Linked DNA regions of Mus musculus: region 1 is linked to region 2. The links are chromatin contacts, called in public promoter capture Hi-C maps. All regions are on one chromosome and are shown on one strand. The core of a region is the stretch at or near the end of the contact, and the rest is flanking DNA. Distances in the headings are between cores, read along the strand shown.

What was found. Capture Hi-C pulls out chosen DNA fragments and counts their contacts.
Region 1: a contact with region 2 is called in a promoter capture Hi-C map of pancreatic islet. The contact joins the promoter of Sez6l2 here to the promoter of Sgf29 in region 2. A contact is called at or near these places in 1 of 39 promoter capture datasets (second pharyngeal arch cranial neural crest) and 3 of 9 other capture datasets (adipose tissue, liver and pancreatic islet).

The regions. Positions count from the first base shown.
Region 1 is chr7:126,947,868-126,952,018 of GRCm38.p6, reverse strand. Sez6l2 (seizure related 6 homolog like 2) reads right to left here and starts at 1,484. Exons shown (of 18, transcript NM_144926.5): 1 at 903-1,484; 2 at 1-19. The coding sequence starts at 981. Asphd1 (aspartate beta-hydroxylase domain containing 1) reads left to right here and starts at 2,860. Exons shown (of 3, transcript NM_001347657.2): 1 at 2,860-3,748. The coding sequence starts at 2,890. It also overlaps a transcript of Kctd13 not described here.
Region 2 is chr7:126,647,600-126,651,326 of GRCm38.p6, reverse strand. Sgf29 (SAGA complex associated factor 29) reads right to left here and starts at 2,018. Exons shown (of 10, transcript NM_029339.3): 1 at 1,850-2,018.

The sequences.
Region 1 (4,151 bases), core at 235-2,734, 300 kb before region 2:
TCCTCCTTCAGGGGCAGACCTAGGAGGTGAAGTCCTGTGAACCTCTCCATTCCTCTACATCCTGTCCTTATCTGGAGAGATGCTCCCCAGAGCACATCTTATCGGACACTCAGGGAGTCCCAGGCTGGGTTGAGAGCCAAGATCAGAGGAGTGGCTCCAATCTGCCCTCTCCCTCACTGAGTTCCAGCTCCTGGTCTCTGGGCCTTCAGTGAGAACCTTAATTAGTACTAACCCTGGACAGCTCTAGCAGGGTGTGCTTTGGGACTGCTTTCTATTCCTCCCCAGTGAAATACTCCCCTGATCCCTAAACTCTGAGGAGAGTCTGACAGCATCTCCCAGACTGCTTCCGCAGTGCCAGCTTTCTCTCAGGGTTTTTGCCTCTGCAGACTCTCTCTCTCTCTCTCTCTCTCTCTCTCTCTCTCTCTCTCTCTCTCTCTCTCTCTGCAGTCTTTGCAGCCTCTGTGCCTTCTCTAGACTCTGGTTGGGGATCAGAGTAGAGTCAGGGATTGAATATCCCTGATTGTGTTCATCTGCCTTTGTCCATATGTCCAAGAACATTTGTGTGTACAGCGCCTGGCATCTCTCCCAGTACCTCCATCTCCCACCCAGGTACCCTGCCTGCTTCTACCGCCTCCGCAGAAATCCACCCAACTTCCCTCAGCTCTTCTTCCCGAATTTTAACCCCTAAGATACAACTAAATGCTCTTCTTATTCATTTCTCTATCTCCTTAAAATTAGGAGTTCAAGGGCTCCGTGTAACAGTCAAAGAGCCTTGGCTTGCCCCTTCCCAGTCAACTGTGCCCCTCCCCTCCCCCACAAGCTCGGAAGACTCAATATCTTCAGAGAAAGAAGGTAGAAGACCCGCGAGAACCTTCCCAGGGCCCACCCCCACATGTCCTTACCCTCAATCCAGGCACAGCTCAGCAGAATTAGGAGCAGCAGCTGGGAAGGCGGCGGGTGCTGGGCCTTGGGAGTCCCCATGGCGACTCACACTAATTTCTCTCCTCTGTGGCTCTTCTGAATAATCTCGCTGTCACTTTCCCTCTGCGTCCTTTTATCTTTTCCTTTAATTTTGCTTTCCTGCTAAGGGTCGGCAAAGGAAGGCAAATTTTCTTCCTTTGGGATGGAGAAGCAGAATTGGCCTAGAGGTTGCTTGGAGTCCGCCCCCTTTTGCTCAATCTTTATCCTTTGCTCTGCGATCTATGGCAAAGGGGGGCGCGGCTCCCGCTGCGGGGGGTGGGGCCGAGAGGGCCGAAGGTTATCCCCTTGTTCGGGAGCTTGGGCCCATCGGGATGGATAGATAGATAGCCGGGGAAAGTGGGAGGGGAAAGGCAGCTTCCGAGGGTCCAGGGTGGGCTTGAGGATCCAGAGGGCCCTTATGAGGTTCAACCGGGGCTTATCTCGGAGAGGAAGAGGGAAAGGGTTGCGGAACCAGGGAAGCTGAAGCTCGGCCACTGGAGCTGCGGGAGGGAGAAGCTGAGAAAGGTGTCAAGCCCACGTCAGATCCTGGGGACGGGTGAAAGGAGGGGCCTGGGATTTATTCTCTGACGAGGGAGGAGGAGGAAGTGCAGATGGAGGAAGGAGGGATGCCGAGCCAGGACTGCACTTCCCGAGGCCCCTAGGGGAGAGGAAGGAAACTCTGGTCCCAGTAGTAATTAGGTTCCCTCCCGGCGCCATTCCAGAACATCTGGTATCTGCACCTGGTCTTCCTAAGGTGTCAAGAGTAGGCACAGCTTGGTTCACGTCTTCCTGGCCTGTCCAGTATGTCCTCTGTCCACACCCGGACCTCCCCGCGGGCCTTCACTATGCCCTTTATGGAAGCTCAGGTGGGATGGGCTCGCCCCTCCCGCAGGAAAATGGGGAGTATCCAGGTTTGTAAGGAGCCTGATGGGTATGTGTTGAGACTCCCTTCTCTAGCAGGCGACCTGACAGAGACCTGCAGCCTAGCGGCTACCACCCGTGATCTACTGGCTCTGCCACTGAGCAAGCGAGTGCCCTTTCAGCACCTGGGCGCGAGGACAGCTCCCGGCCCCGCCTGCACGGGCGGCCTTGAAGCCACTGATTGGCTGAAGCCGCTTTCGCGAACCCGCGTCTTGCTCTGTGCTGGCTCTGGCGTAGCCAAGCCAGGGGAAAGGGGAGTCACAGGCCGACCTCTCCAGGGACCCGCAGGCCCACGGCCGGACTCGCAGTTCCAGAGCACCGGCCTCACGAGCGGGTCAGGGCTCTCGCCCCGCCCCCGAGTCTGCCCTGCCCTTCTTTTCGCATTGCGGGGCGGCTAGAGGTTGGCACTGTGTCCCTGTACCCCACGTGGCGCTCGGTCAGGGCTGGGGGAGGGGGTCTGGAGCGGCAAATCCAGAGAGAAGTCTCCCCCCACCCCCCTTGCAGGGCTGGGCTGCGGCTGCCTCTGGGAGGGGTCCTGGGTAGCTAAACAGAGAGGGTTGCGGGAAGGAGTGACGTCAGGGTGAGTGGGCGCCCAAGAAGGGGTGTGTAGGAGGTCGGGAATCGGAGAGGACAGACCCGACCCTTTCGAGGGAGAAGACAGGTCAAGGAGAGAGGAAAGAGAAAGAGCCGCTATAGAGTGGGGCTGCGGGCCAGGTGGAGTAGGAACCGCTGTTGTCAGGGGAAGCTAGAAGAAAAAGAAGGGGTCGATAAGGAAAGGGGGGCTGGAGTGGAGGGAGGAGAAACCAGCTGAGACTGGGAGACTGAGGGTGGAGAGAGGAAAGGAAGAGGAGACTGCGGGAAGGGGAAAGGAGAGAGGAACCACAGAAGGAAGAGAGAACAAGAGTGATCTCCGAGTGGAGACAAATAGAAAAGGAAGGGGAGAAAGAAAGAGGGAAGTGAGGGGAAGGTTTGTTGGGGGGCCTGTAGGAGGAGTGAACAGGAGTGGGGATGTGGAAGGGAGGGAATCAGGAAGCAGTCATCGAGGGGTCAGGTGGAGAACTGGGGGTACCAGGGAGCTGGGGTCTGCAAGATGCAGCTTGCCACTTAGCCAGGGCCTCTTTGCCTATCATGTTTCCATGGCCACTGCCTCTAGGCTCCTCAGCCCTTACTATGCTCCTCGGAGCCCTCACTTCTCTGTTCCTTTGGTATTGCTACCGACTGGGTTCCCAAGACATGCAGGCCCTGGGGACCGGGAGCCGAGCTGGGGGTGTTAGTGGTATGCCTGATGTATGTTCTCAGACTGGCCCAAGGGGCCTTGGGGATTCTGGAGAAGGACCCAGGGCAGAAGGTCTAGTGAGCAGGCGGCTTCGGGCCTATGCCAGGCGTTACTCCTGGGCTGGGATGGGTAGGGTGAGGCGGGCAGCTCAGGGAGGCTCTGGCCTCACAGGAGGGGCAGGGGTCATGGGCATTCAGCGCCCTGGCTTACTTTTTCTACCAGACCTGCCTTCGTCCCCCTTTGTACCACGTGATGCCCAGAGGCATGACGTGGAGCTCCTACAGAGCAGCTTTCCCGCCATTTTGCGGGACTTCGGGGCTGTGAGCTGGGACTTCTCAGGAACTACTCCTCTGCCTCGGGGCTGGTCCCCACCCCTGGCCCCTGGGTGCTACCAGCTCCTGCTGTACCAAGCAGGCCGATGCCAACCCAGCAACTGCCGGCGGTGCCCAGGAGCCTATCGGGCACTGAGGGGGCTACGGAGCTTCATGAGTGCCAATACCTTCGGCAATGCTGGCTTTTCCGTTCTACTGCCTGGGGCCCGGCTTGAGGGCCGCTGTGGACCCACCAATGCTCGGGTTAGATGCCATCTGGGTGAGTATAGCCTGTCTACAAACCTTCCATCTTTCCTACTTTACTACCTCTTTCTGCACTTTGGTTCTTTTCTCAGAATCTTCCCCAACCAGATCTGAGTTCTGTTTTTATGCATCTATCCAGTCAGTGGTGGCTTACACAGTGTCCCACGCTGACTCTTTGTCTCCAACCACCAGCCACCCTCCCCCCTTTTAACTTAAAAGAAATTCTCACTGAAATGTAAGTGGTCAGTGTTACTTGCCCTGAAGAGGAAATACCCAGAAAATGAATTTTAAATTGTAAAAAGAGACTGCTTGGAGCAGGGCATGGTCTTGCATGCCTGTAATCTCAGCACCTGGGAGACTGAGGCGAGGATCACAAGTCTGAGGCAAGCCTGGGTCTTATTTCTCTTTTATTTAGTCTA
Region 2 (3,727 bases), core at 769-3,268:
GCTAAGGAGACCCAACTCTCCATATATTTGCAAAATACTTTTAAATAATAAAAACATAGAAACAAACCTAAATAAACATAAAACTCAAGCTTGAGTTCAAGGTAGAATTGTGGGGCTGTGACAGCCAACCCCAACCTCATGGTACTGTGTACCTGCTCTATCTACCCCAGTCAATTAGTGACACTTTCCCAGAGCGTTCAGACCTGTGTAATAATTTACACATAACTCCCCTGTGATGGCCAGAGAGATTTATGGTACCAGGCAGTCAACCCTTCAGGGCCTTCTTATCTTTGCCCTGCAGGCAAGATAAGAATAAGATAATTGTGTTCCTGCTTTCTGCGTTTGTAAACTTGCTTATCTGTGGGACTGGGATGAAGAAGTGTTTTATTACTATACAATGGGAAAGAGAAACAACATGGGGAGAAAAACAATGACCTGGCCCAGCTATGGATTCTATAGATAATTAATTGTAAGAGTCACCGTTGCTATCTACCTTTATAACCCTTCCTTCCTTTAACTTTTTTAAAGACTTATTTATTTCGCTGTCACTGTCTTCATGCACACCAGAAGAGGGCATCAGATCCCATTACAGATGGTTGTGAGTCACCATGTGGTTGCTGGGAATTGAACTTAGGACCTCTGGAAGAGCAGTCAGTGCTCTTAACTGCTGAGCCATCTCTCCAGCCCCCTTCCTTCCTTTGGATCCCTCCACACCACATGGCATGCTGTTTGGCTTTAAGGCTGACATCCTTCTGCCTATTACTGCCTACTGCCTAGCAGTAATAAATAAAAGAAATCCATTTCATCTAAATTTGAATTGAGCCTAAGATTTGGTCTTTCCCTGTGGATTCTAACACCACAACATTATACTGATCTACAAGATGTAAATTTGAGGGCCAGTGAGATAGCTCAGCAGATTCAAGTGCTTGTGCCAAGCCTGATACCCCGAGTTCCATCCTAGAAGCCTACATGATGGAAGGAGAGAACTCCTGAAAGCTGTCAATTGACCTCCACAAAAGTGCCATGGAATGAACATGCCTGCCTTCACACACACCAAATATTTTTACAAGATAGAAACGAGAGCACCAAAATAAATTTTATTTTTATTTAAAGTGTGAAATAGACAATGTCCAAGGAGGGAACAGAAAGAAAGGCAAGATGAAGAAGGGTTTATGTATTTTGATGGTACAACCGTTAAAGATGAAGCAATGGAAGCAGGAGTTCTTTAGAGGAGAACCGAGGCAATGAAAGAGGATGCTACCAATCCTGTATCACTGAACTTCGGAATCCAGAAGTCAAGGTGGCTTTGTTAGAGCTGTTTCTGTGAAACAGCATGAGTCAAAGCCTCCCTAGAGAAAGCTGAACATTGACAGGTAGGGGAAGGTGCTGATGAGTAGACGCAGACGTCCTAGGATACATGTGTCAGCCAACACAAGAGTGAGCTGGAGAGTGGATGAAGTTACTGTTGTGAAAATGGACACCTTTAGAGCATGTGCAGTCTGTAATCTCAGCACTCGGGATTGGGGGAGGAGGACTGCGATCTCACGGCCAGGTTGGGCTACCAAAAACTAAGCTTTTGAGAAAGTAGTAAAATGTGCTGATGTCTGGGACTCACATCAGCTGCCGGCATCTAGACTAGCCAGCTCCAGCCGCTTCCCACCTCTTCAGAGAGGTAGGGCGCACGCGCAAGCCCCAGGGCGCCGGCTCCCACAGCCCCGCCCCCTTCCCGTCCAGGGCGCGTGCGCGTCTCCTCAGACGCCGCCTCGGCGAGCCGGGCGCCGGGCAGGAACGCTGGCCTTTCGTTCCCGCGCTGCTTGGAGGTACCTTGCCATGGCCCCGTCCCACCTACCGAGCACAGGAAGAAACAGCACGTCGCGCTGGTAACTGCGATGGCGGGAACAGGCGAATCCCTGGAACGTTTCCTCACAGGGTAGTCTCGCACTTGCGTTCGAAGGTTCGCGGCGCGTCAAGAACCACACACGCTGTTTCTCTTATGAGCGCGGTCGAGCGCGGAGGACTCCTCTGCGCATGCCGGGTACTTCTCTGTGACGTGCTGCATTGCACTCTGGGAAACGTAGTTCTTACTTCGACACCTGTGCTTTGATGTACTTAATCATGATTTAATAGATCAGAGTCAAAGGAACAGAAAAGCATGCGTGAAGCCTCGCTTCGCATGTGAAAGGTGATGGGAGCGGATCCTCTGCACCAGAAGAAAACAACAACAAAACCACATCAGATTGTTGGGGATGAGGAGGGAGGGCCCCAGGACGCAGATGAGAACTCTGTACTTTAAGCTGAAATTTGCCGTGAATTTAAAATGTATCTGAAAATATTTTTAAATTCCAAATAAGCAGTTTTAGGTTTAGTACTTGTATTTTACAGAATCTTCCCAGCAAATAAAAGATTTGGACATGCAAACATTTAGCTACATCTTTGGATACCTACCCTGTGGATGCCTGCCCAGTTAGTGCAGTGGTAGGACACTTGCTTAGCATGGTCCCGGGCTCAGTCCCTAGGGACTGCTCCCACCCTAACTATCCTAATATTTCGTACATAACACCTAAAAAAATCAATATGGTTTGGTGGTTAAGAGCAAGTACTGCTCAATCGTGAAGACCAGAATTAGAATGCCAGCACTTGGGTCAGCTGGCTCAGACTGCCTGTAACTCCAGCTCCAAGGGATCTAATGCCCTCTTTTGGCCTCTGAGGGCACTGCACAGGTGCACATACACATATACATACGCCTGGACATAGAATAAAAATATTTTTGAAAATCTTTTAAAGTTTATAATTACATATTGTTATTCTCTGATAGAATTACAAATGCTATAAGGTCAAGATCATTAGACATTCCCAGTACATAGCACTGTGCCTGGCATACAACAAGCTATCAGATATTTTTCTATTAGGAAACCTTACATTTTAACACTGAAACTATTTTAGCCCCTAGACTAGCAAAGAAATTAATGTATATATATATATATATATATATATATATATATATATATATATATATATATATATGTGTGTGTGTGTGTGTGTGTGTGTGTATACATATATATATATATGTGTGTGTGTGTGTGTGTGTGTGTGTGTGTATGTATATGAATGAGTCTGGGGAGATGCCGAGCAATCAAAAACATGTACTGCTTTTGCAAAGAGCCCGTGTTCAGTTCCCAGTGCCTACAGTAGTGGCTTATAACGATCTGCAATTCCAGCCCCAAGGGTACTGATGTGCTGTCCTCTGGCACCTGCACTCACGTGCACATACCCACACGGAGACACATACTTTTTACAGTTTGAAAAAATAATTTTCTTTCATTGAATCTGTATGTCTAGTCAGTTGTCCTGGTTAATTTTAACAACTTGACAGGGCCTAGAGCCACTGGACAATGCAGTCTTCACTGAGGAATTTCCCAGACAGACCTAGCTATAGGGAATTGTCTAATGGATTATATAGGATTATAGGAGTGCACTACCACGTTACCATGTTAATTCATACAGAAGGCCCAGCCACTGTAGGTAGCACCGTTCTCTGGGAAGGTGATCTTGGACTACATGGAAAAGCTAGTGGCATTTAGAAGACAGAGACAGGTAGATGTCTATGAATGAGGCTAGCTTGTTCTATATAGGGAGTTCAAGACACCAGTGAGACTAGTCTAGGAAGAAAGAAAGAGAGAAAGAAAGAAAAAGGAAGGAAGGAAAGAAGCTAGCCAGGCATGGTGGC